Linked DNA regions of Zea mays: all the other regions are linked to region 1. Evidence: chromatin contacts called from public Hi-C data. All regions are on one chromosome and are shown on one strand. Each heading gives the region's core, a stretch centred on a gene start, on an enhancer-like site or on the middle of the called end of the contact. The rest is flanking DNA. Distances are from core to core; before and after follow the strand shown.

Region 1 (3,395 bases), core at 453-2,952:
TTTGGGCGCCTGGACGCCTAGGTGTTGCCTAGGCAACGCCTTTGAAACCATGTGTGTATCTACTGTAAATTTATTTTAAAATAAATATTAAGGCATCAAATACAACAAATCAAGAGCACACAAGGTTCTCACCGATAGGTGCTCCAAATGCACCAGGAGGAAGTGGATCAAATTCAATACCAAGCACTGGTCCATCGTCCCTCAAAGGTTCCCCTATAAGTGCTTCCACAGAATCGATCACCCGGTGCTCTGCTTGCATAAGGTGCACTGGTGCCATATGAGGCAGCATGACTTGTGGCGGTTCATAGTACCTCCTCCCAATCTCCGGCACAGATAACCTAGGTGCAGCCGATAACCGGCCAGACCCTCTCCTGGAATAGGGCAGCAGCTGCTCACCATAGGTTCCGACAGTCCCCACCATCATCTCGCTGGGAGGCAATGGAGGCGGAAGCACAGGTGGCGGCGGCCCTATGACTGGGACGCTAACCTCCTCGTCCCTTAGCTGCCTCTTGGCCGGCGGTTTCCGGTCCTTGAGCCGGCGGTGGCAGAACCACATCTGAAGCTGCCTGTCTGTGAGGTTCAACTGCACCGACAGCTCCGCCCGCTTCGTCTCGTTGGGATACGAGTCCTCTGCGCAAAACAGAATCCCCATGAAAACCACACGCACAGTTCGATCAAAAGCTCGCAAAAACAAACCATCAAAACGTTTCAGAATCATCAATAGCCGACGAACCTGCGTACGTCCTCTCGAGGACCTCCAGCTGGTAGGGCGTCTTCATGACGCGCTTCACCGGCGGCTTCCCGCCGGATCCAGACGCGCCAGGAGCGCTACTCGCACCGCCAACGGCTGCGGGGGCCGACGGAGGGCCGGGACTCCCTGCCGCCGGCCCGGAGCCCCCGTCGTCGGAGGACTCCATTCCCGACTGACCGTTACCCTAGATTCGCCTCCGCCAGACAACAAAACACAACACGCGAAGACCAGGCCGACACAGAAGAACAACAAAACCTAATCACACGCTACGGCGAATTCCGACATATATACAGAGGCGCCAAGCCCGAATCGAGCCCGCGGCTCGATCCGCGCGACGAATTCCACCACCGACGGGCGACAGCAGCAGGTAACGTCGCAGCGCAGACGCGAGGTAGAACAGGATCGGTGGGCGCGCCGCGCCCCAGCACGGACGCGGAGAAGTAATAGGGACGCGGGCGCGAGGAGGAGCAACACGGGAGGCCACGGATGCAACTCCTCCTCCGCCTGCTGCTCGGCCCGAATTGGTCAGGGGTTTGGATTTCGCTTCCATGCTAATAAAAACCTTTTGGATTTGATGCCTCCGACTTTTTATTATTTTGCCTCGCTGCTGCTGCTGCTGGCGTTTGGTGCTCTTCCGTTCCGCGCGCCTGCGCTGCCTGGTATTCCTTTTTTCCCTCTATGCGGAGGGAGGAGTCAGGGTCAGCAGCCCAGGAAAGAAAGGGGGGGCGATGTGGATCTGTTCTTGGTGCGGTGTGGATTTCTTGCGTGCGCGTTGTGAATCTCGCGGCGGGTGGGGTTCATAGGTTGGCTGTGGTTGCGGGCCTTCCTCGTTCGTGCGATGAGATCGTAGAACAGTTTGGCGGATCTTCTGTGGCCTGGGGCGCGGAATGTTTGTGGCCTACGGAGGCGGGGCCCGGTGGGTGGCCGCGCTTCGCGTACCAAATGGTGCCCGAGCCCCAAGCTCGACCGGTGGACGAGTCTGCGCTCGATGGTCTGCGGGTCTGGCCAGCCGTGCACCCGAGGCAGGTCGAAGTGGTGCTTCCAATCTATGTGGATTGAGTGAATTAGGTGATTTAAATTCTAAACAAGTTTAAAAAATATATAATTTTTTTCAATCTCACTCAATTCATATGTGATAGGAACAATCGAATAAGGTCTTATGAAGTGTTACTACTAACTAACTAATTATGAGAAATAAGGTGATGATAGATCAATTCATTCCATTCTAAACCCAAACAAAAAAGAGTGAGAAATGAAAAGACGGTGAAATAAGATTATACTACCAAATTTAAAGAATGGACTGCACCACCTCATATTGAAGGGAGTTATTCCCCAAACCAAACATCCCCTTACTTTTCACGATCGTGACTCAGGGTTTACTATATTGTTTCACACCCAATCTCGATGACGAGTGAAATCGAAAAAACACTCAAATTTTACCGACTTTTGTAGATCTCAAATGGATTCCAATTTAATAATTAAAAAAACAAAAAATGCTATTCTCGAAGGGTTTTCGATGAATTTCGAGCGGTTTCCAGTGATTTACTACCAGAAATTTTTTATTAGTTTTTAAAAAATGGTAGGATTTTAATAGATTTTTCCATTTTTATGATTTTTACTTCAATTTTTTAAAACAAAATTTTCGAAAATTATCCCCATGTCCATTTTTACGGTGACAGACGATTATCGAGCGGGATTTGGAACTATGTCATGACTGTATGTAGGAGGAGACTAGGAGTGGTGTGCTACGACTAAGCACAAAGCTCTCACATGGGTGAGGTAAGTACTCCATGGCATATTTCAAGTGTTTATTTTTTAGGTAATGTGTAAGGTTAGTTTGGCAGGGCTTCGACTCCGACTTCTCTGGAGGAGTAGCTCCTCCACAGATGCTAGTGTCTTTTTGCAAATCGTCTGGTAAAATGGTTCCTCTTGCATTTTGTAATTTTATATATGAGACAAAAGGTTATGATGAAAAAATATTTTATAGAACATTGTTACAACAAAAGAATGTTACGGTGAAAAAATATGTAGTGAAACTGTATTATATCAAACAACTAACTGAAACTCTTTCTGATAGAGAACTGCAACGTATAATACTTGCCAGTAGATAATCTATTATTTGTTGCTACTTGCCAGTACTTGCTACATAGCAACTTGCTACAAAGCCCTAACAGATAGCGCCGGAGAGAGAGGAGGCATGGGAGAGAGAGCGTCGAGCGGTGCGGAGCCGGTTTTCCTGGGCTCCGGCTCTGTCGTGTAAACCGGCTCCCACTCCCTACACGGAGCTGTTTACTGGGACGTCATTTGGGATGGCTCCGGCAAAGAGCCATAGTCGGAGCCGCTCGGGAGCCCTCCTAAACGGGTGTTAACAGTTTAATTGTATCAATTGCTTTTGCATAGGATTGTTGCTTCCAAGTTTTTATTCGCTTTTGAGTAAAATTGTTATCTTATCTCTAGATCTGTTTATACATGCATACTTTTGTTTTCCTCCACCTTCATATGTCTTCCTCGTCCCTATCCCAATTCTCACTCTCAAACACCTGGTTGCTCAAGATCTTCGATAGAGATGGCAAATTTAACCCGTATACCCAAAAAACGATGGTGTAGGTACAAACGAGGATTTTTTTATTCGTGAGTGTACTGC
Region 2 (3,395 bases), core at 391-2,890, 440 kb after region 1:
TGCATGAGCCAGCTCAGGTGGTGGGGTCAACGGTGCAGTGGATGGCTCAGTTGTGTAAGTTGAGAAGACAGGTGGTGAGACAAGTTGAGGTTCATTAGCATATGGCCCAACAGCGAACATATTGGACGTTGGACCACCAGGAGAGTTTGCAGATACAGACAGAAAGCAATTCGGTGATTGAGCAGTCGAAGGAAGCGCAGAGTTTGAGAAGGATGCTGGTGATGATGGTGGAGCTAGAAGAGATAAATTCATAGGCAGATTTTGGTTTGAATTGGCACCAGACTGGAGACCATTTCCACGAGTATTTGATCCATTCCCATCAGAAGTGCGTGCTGCAGGAACAATTCTTTTCCCGCCCTTCTGCGATCCGAAACATGATAAGCCTGAAAAGCAGCCAGCCCATCTACTTTGCTGTTTATAGTAGAAGCACATGTTAGTCCAAGCAAATAACTTAGTTGTCACCTCAGAAATAAAAAGGAAGCACGTGACAAAGAGATTTCAAAGGACAAGTTATCTATAGTTCTATACTTGCTATGCAAAAAAATATATATTTTTAGTTTTTTACCATCATTATGGGGAGAACAATTATATGACAATAAGCATAAAAGGCAATCATGCAAAAGAACATACGAAATGTTAGTGTTTCTCAAATCCAAAGGTATTCAAAAGGGGAAAATATCATAAAGCAAGGATTATCCAGGAGTAAAAGCTATTTTGCCCCCCACTTCAACTTAAATGGGTGAGTGTATCGAGGGGTAAAATCAAGAACCTATTAGTACATATATGCTCTGGAGGAATGGTATTGCAAAAGCAAAACCGTGCTCTGGCACTGGAAAAAAATGTGAGGAGTGCAAAACGTGTGCATTACAACTAGCAAAAGCAAAATCCAACTGAACAAGTTATCTGATAGAAGCAACGGAGCATATATATATAGTACTTCAGAAGCCAAATTATTGCTGGTAAAGATGCCCAGTTTCAAGGTGTAACGAGTAACGACTGCAGGGCAGTACAATTCGTACTGAGTAAACAAAGGCTGGGCCAAATTGCCAATCTAGGTCGTCAAGGCCTACTAAAAATTCCGGTACCGATCCTGTCGTGCACGTATCTAAAGCGTGTAAGGCAAAAGCTGCAGCTAAAGCACAAGTCCGATTGCATCCGCCCAGGGAACAACGAGCCGTGTAGTGTATGTACCCTGTCCTGATGTAGTAGTTGGGAGTGAAATCTGGCGTCGGCTGAGCCTGCTTCCGTCGTGGAAGTACTGATGGCAGCTGCACCATTCGCCGCCCTGGTGCCATTGCTTCTCCCAACTGAAGACATTTCTGACTGTATACACACACGGTTGCTCGGGGTCAGAAGCGAACCCAGTAAATGGCATGAGTGTACACATACGCACCCGATTTTTTTTTTTTGCAAAAAATCGAAATTAGTAGGCATAATGCGTGTATGCACCTGTAATTGGATCAGATCCAGCTGCAAACAAGCCAAATAGCTTAAGTTAGGGTTGGTATGCTCGGTTTCGCGCAGCTGGAAGGGAAGACAAGAGGTGCGCATACCTGGTGGGTGTTCGTCGCCGGCGATGGTCCCGACGAAGGCCTGGGCACCTGGTGTAGGTCGGCGCCGGCGGTCGCCCAGTCGTCTCCACGAGAGAAAGGGAGAGTGAGAGTGAGAGCGCACGAGGGGGTGAAACGGAGAAGAAAAAGGATGGGGCGAGCACGCTCGTGTTTTTTTTTCTTCAATTGAGCCCTCCTGAAAAACATTGTTTGCACATAGATCCATGACGTCATAATTCTTCAAACCACAATTTTATACTATTATACTTCATAATTGTCACAATAATATTATAATTTGTGTTATCTCTAAAAATACTGGTTATTATTTGCATACGCTATGAGATCGAGATAACCGAAGATAATGTATAGAAGACTCGAGTATTTAGACAGGTTCTCAGTACGAGATAATACTTATGTTCTCTGTGTTGTGTTGTCTATTGTCTATGACGTATGCTTATACGATTTATCCTTTTAGTGTGTTCCAACACGGATGGTTACAGAAAGATTATCTTACTTATCTAGTCTTCGGCCACATAAGGACTCCTTATCGGCCTAGTTGACCCTATTCCTAGATGCAAGAACTATAGTCGTGCTCAGTGGTGGGCACAGGACGAGAATCCACAGGGGCTAAAAAGACCCTACGATAAAATTAAGCAAACCCGTAAAAAACTAGTGCTACATAGAATTTAAATTTCATGTCAATATATTGATACAGGTTTAAAAAGAAAACTATATGAATAAAATAAGCAAACATACTGCTAACTTTTTGATGACCGAACCCAAACTATGTGTGCCTTTTCAAATATTGATTGTCGATCTTCTCGAAGTGTGGAGCCATCGGGAAGGAGGCGGGGTCAAGCGACGTCTCCGACGGAGAATCGGCGCTCGCTGATCGTCTTTCGGAGATGGGGCGTCAGAAAAGGGTCAGGGTCGGACAACAATAAATGAACAGGGCATCAGAGTGTCAGGAACAGGGCATCAGAGCATATTGGTTCAGGTGGCATTGGAAAGAATTAGATCAGACAGATAGATGCAAAAATTGGATTGAGAAGGAGGACGAGAATTAGGAGGATTGAACTGATCCGACTAAGAGACCTATGATAGAACTGGTTTAATCTACCTAAAACTTTTATTTTTTTCTATACTTAACAATAAATGAACACTAGATATAAGACATACTAAAAATTAAGGGGGCCATGGCCCCCTTTGCCCCCCACGTGGATCCGCTACTAGTCGAGCCCTTAGGCCCGGTCTTGTTCGCTCAATTAGTCTTGAATACCTCTAGTATATACCTTTAACAACCATATTAATTATCAAAAGCTAGTTACACCATAAATTTTTTGGGTTGGAATAAAAGTTCTAGTACTCTAAAAATACCATTGTATCTAGAATACTATAGTTTTAAAACACATTTTTTAGAAATGCAACTAAACATCTTATAGTATAAAGTAATGTTTTTTAAAACTATGCATGACATTTAGAGAGTATAAAATTATCGGGTGGCCTAGTTTGAACACCTAGGACATAGCAACACAAACGACCCTGATCACTGGACATAGGGTGCCTAGTTTGAATTAGTACAAAGTCCTAGTTCTCACATGCTACTCCGTGGAAGGCCTATACGTAAATTTGGATTTACTTGCTAATGATAAAACAACCACACATACCAAAAACTTATACGGCAGCGCTTGAGATGTCTTATATGGTACCTTAGCTAAGGAATTGTTTGTTTGGGATTATAACATGCCTAGATTATAATCTAGGCATGTTATAATCCCAAATAAACAAGCCCTAAGTCTGTCATACAACGTGCGGACAAAAAATCTAAACAATGCTTTTTTGTAA
Region 3 (3,395 bases), core at 229-2,728, 330 kb before region 1:
AAAAAATAAAAATCATAGTAATATATGAGCACTTTATTAATCTATATCTATACTATACTTAAAGCATCAGTTTTAACGGTCATTCCGCGTCATTTTTTTTACAAATAACTTCTCGTAGCTATTTCAAATTAACCTGATACACGCCTATAGATGGCCAAATGGCGGCCCGGCACGAGCCAAACGTCTGTGGGCCATAACTCTGGCCAGGCATGTCATGTCGACCTGCTGACTGTGTCGGGCCAGCTCGTTAGCTCGTCGTCCCATTTGATTAAATCAACATAAAATGTTAAAAAAACGGTGTAGGAGGTGAGGTTTGAACCAATGCCGTGATGAATGAAGGGCGGGACACACTGGGTGAAGCTATCTAACCAGTGGAACATCATGCTTATATATTTTTAATAATTAATATAAAAATATAAATTGTATATATGTATATACGTTTTTTGTAAAATAAAAAAATATAATCGTGTCGGACCGGGCCAATACTACGGGCCGAGGCTACAGCACAAGCACGACACAACGTTCTTGGCTCTTGCAAACATTAGGTCGTTTCTGAGACCACATTGGCGCAATGAACTCAATGGTGTTTGAGGTTGTTGAATTGGATGGAGCAACAATGATTTGTTACACTAACAGTAAAATGAAAGGTTATTTGTTGGTTCTAAACGTTAGTAATTGCTAGAAAGTAGCATAATTTATATGGAGTGCATACAATTTTTATTGATTCCTGACTTTAGCAATCACTCCATATTTTGATCTATCTTTTTTATAAGTTTGAGTTCATGAGACTTATTTTAGAAACTTGAGCCCACAAACTTTCTCTTATTTGGTCTCTGTATGGTGGAATTATATTATTTTATAATCTCTGTTCGTTTAGTGAGTCGTTGTGAACTCTCTTCTAATCGCTCACTTTATTGGTCGTGTTGTACCAAGACATATTGGATGAAGTAAAAATAATATCAGTTAGCCAAATCAAAAAATATTATATGGAGAGTAGAGACAATTAATAAAAAATCTTGAATTTTTTTAGTAGATAATTTACATAGGTATTGTTGTAAGACGTCGCAACGCACGGGCAACCCACTAGTATATTTTATTTGACACTCCCAATATTGTCCAGACGACGAGCCACGATGATCAAAGAGCAGTATAAAAAACTGACTTACAAACAAACAATTTTTGTTTAATTCTTGCGGCAAGTCCCACAAATCTTGGTCCGTGATTTAAATAAAGGCAAAATATTTTGAATAGAAAAAAAAACAAGTCCAGGTCACAAGCTCAGCACCGACCTGCTGAATTCAAAGAAGAAAGAAAAAGAAACGGGAAGCCTTTCTGGACGGATCAAGGCCCAACAGTCCATCTCAGCAGCACAGAGACGCAGCGCGTGAAGCCCACTAAGGGCAGCCGCGTGGCCCACGTCGCGTCGTTCCAACGCAGCGGCGGGAACCGACGTCGGCTCAACCTCCGCCAGCGACCGTGTCGTTTCGTTGCTTTTGCTGAACCTTGGAGGGAGGGACGAGGGCATTCGCGATCCCTGCTGAACCCGCCTTTCCCTCTCCCCATTTTTTGAAAGCAGAAAAAACACAGGCTCACGGACCTCTCCTTGCCGTCGGCGGCGACTTCGCGATGTTCCAGATGCTGGGCCTCCGCGGGGGGAGCCCCAGCGCTGGCGAGGCGACCCCCGTCATGAGCGGGGACGGCGGCGCGGTCGCGGGTCCCGCGCGGCCGCTGCGCCTGGCGTACTGCGACGAGAAGGGCAGGTTCGTGATGGACCCCGAGGCGGCGGCGGCGCTGCAGCTCGTGAAGGGCCCCGTCGGGGTCGTCTCCGTCTGCGGCCGCGCGCGCCAGGGCAAGAGCTTCATCCTCAACCAGGTACGGCGCGCGATGGGGCGAGTTGGTTTTTTCGGGTGACGCCTGGGTCTGTGCGTCGACGGTGCGGTGCGCGGCTACGGTTTCGGCGTTGTTTTTCTGAGATGGATGACCCGCTGGTTTAGTTTGGGGCTTCGGCCGGACCTTTGAAAGTTCAAGTGATAATTTTTGCAACTTGATTTGTAGGGTTTATGTAGAATCTTGTCTTCTAGGGTTTATTGACTCATTGACTGGTGGAATTGTAGCTTTTGCCCGCAATTCGGAAATATGTTGCGAGTTGACAGTGCGAGAAGCATTAGGATAATAGAACTCAACATGCGTGCAACTTTCAGTCAGAGACAGGGAATTGAAATTTAAGGAGTATCAATGTGTGTGGCTTAATTCCTCATGAAATGGTTATGGGTTAAGACGTGTTCATACATTAGGTGTGTGGTTCTTGTTAGCAACATCAGTGTTTCAAAGGAAGTTTATGGACTTAAACCACAATTTGACCACCTTACAGGATTGTGACATATCCCAGTATTAGAATGGTGTATTGCACTTTTATTAGCAAATGAATGCTTTCTCTTGACTGTAGGAGTATTGGCTTTTTGATTGTAGGTGTGTTATCTCCTTTTAAGGATTAGTCCGGTTGTCATCGTGCAATTAGTCCATGGAACCTTTTTATGTTCTGGAATCATATGAACGTTACATTTCCATGCTTGGGTGGTGCTAAGCATAGGATTCTGCAAAACCAAACAAAGAACTCCGTGAGTAATAATTGACAAAAGCTGGTGGGTGCCTAGGATGCGAAAAAAGTGTAGGAAGTAGGAACACAAAAGTTTGGTTAAACATCACTACGGGCTTCAACTTGTTTAAACAGTTATTCACTTATTTGATTTAGACTTGTAAAAGATGAAGGGATGGTGTGGTACAAATTGACTAGGACTCTAGGAGCGAAGATTACTTCTAATTTTTAAATGGCATATAACAGAACATTATCAATTACTGTTCATTTTTAAATGGTCTGTTAGCATCTTCATTTTGTTAGCGTCATACTGGTACAAAGTCTTTAAATGACTTCAGTAATTTTGTAGTTTTAATTAAGGTATGGGAAAATTGCTGCTTCTAGGTATTCTAGGTTATAGATTCAAGAGTTTACTGTTTCCTATTTTTCTTTTTCTAGATGGTAAGTGTGTACACTAAAGCTTCTCAGTTTCTTTAACCTCATTTGGATCCATGAAATGAAATTTAGAACGTATTAGTAATTTTAGATGAGGTGTCATTCTTACGAGTCACTATATACCCCATACCTAGCTTTAATATAAGTTGATGTTCTTTCATCGACGTTATTTTTGTTTAATTCTCTGCATCACTTGATAAAATTGACACTCTATGTAGCTTCTTGGGCGAAGCAGCGGTTTTCAAGTGGCTTCAACACATCGTCCTTGCACAAAGGGACTTTGGATGTGGAGTACGCCTTTGAAGAGAACTGGTTTGGATGGAACTGAATACAGTCTTGTGTTGTTGGATACTGAAGGAATTGA

What was found. Hi-C and Micro-C count contacts between places; a contact is called where the count stands out from the background.
Region 2: a Hi-C map of endosperm shows a contact between it and region 1, with 2.6 times the contacts expected there. The contact joins the promoter of LOC100278743 here to the promoter of LOC103635335 in region 1. A contact is called at or near these places in 3 of 25 Hi-C or Micro-C datasets (ear, endosperm and leaf).
Region 3: a contact with region 1 is called in a Hi-C map of endosperm, with 3 times the contacts expected there. The contact joins the promoter of LOC100272243 here to the promoter of LOC103635335 in region 1. A contact is called at or near these places in 8 of 25 Hi-C or Micro-C datasets (bundle sheath, ear, endosperm and 5 more).

What each region holds. Positions count from the first base shown.
Region 1 is chr8:70,378,969-70,382,363 of Zm-B73-REFERENCE-NAM-5.0, reverse strand. LOC103635335 (Putative homeodomain-like transcription factor superfamily protein) reads right to left here and starts at 1,702. Exons shown (of 18, transcript XM_008657816.3): 1 at 734-1,702; 2 at 133-630. The coding sequence starts at 917.
Region 2 is chr8:69,940,971-69,944,365 of Zm-B73-REFERENCE-NAM-5.0, reverse strand. It overlaps LOC100278743 (hydroxyproline-rich glycoprotein family protein), which reads right to left and starts at 1,640. Exons shown (of 5, transcript NM_001151921.1): 1 at 1,554-1,640; 2 at 1,450-1,470; 3 at 1,192-1,323; 4 at 1-411. The coding sequence starts at 1,317.
Region 3 is chr8:70,711,607-70,715,001 of Zm-B73-REFERENCE-NAM-5.0, reverse strand. It overlaps LOC100272243 (Guanylate-binding family protein), which reads left to right and starts at 1,478. Exons shown (of 14, transcript XM_008656297.4): 1 at 1,478-1,872; 2 at 3,250-3,395. The coding sequence starts at 1,627.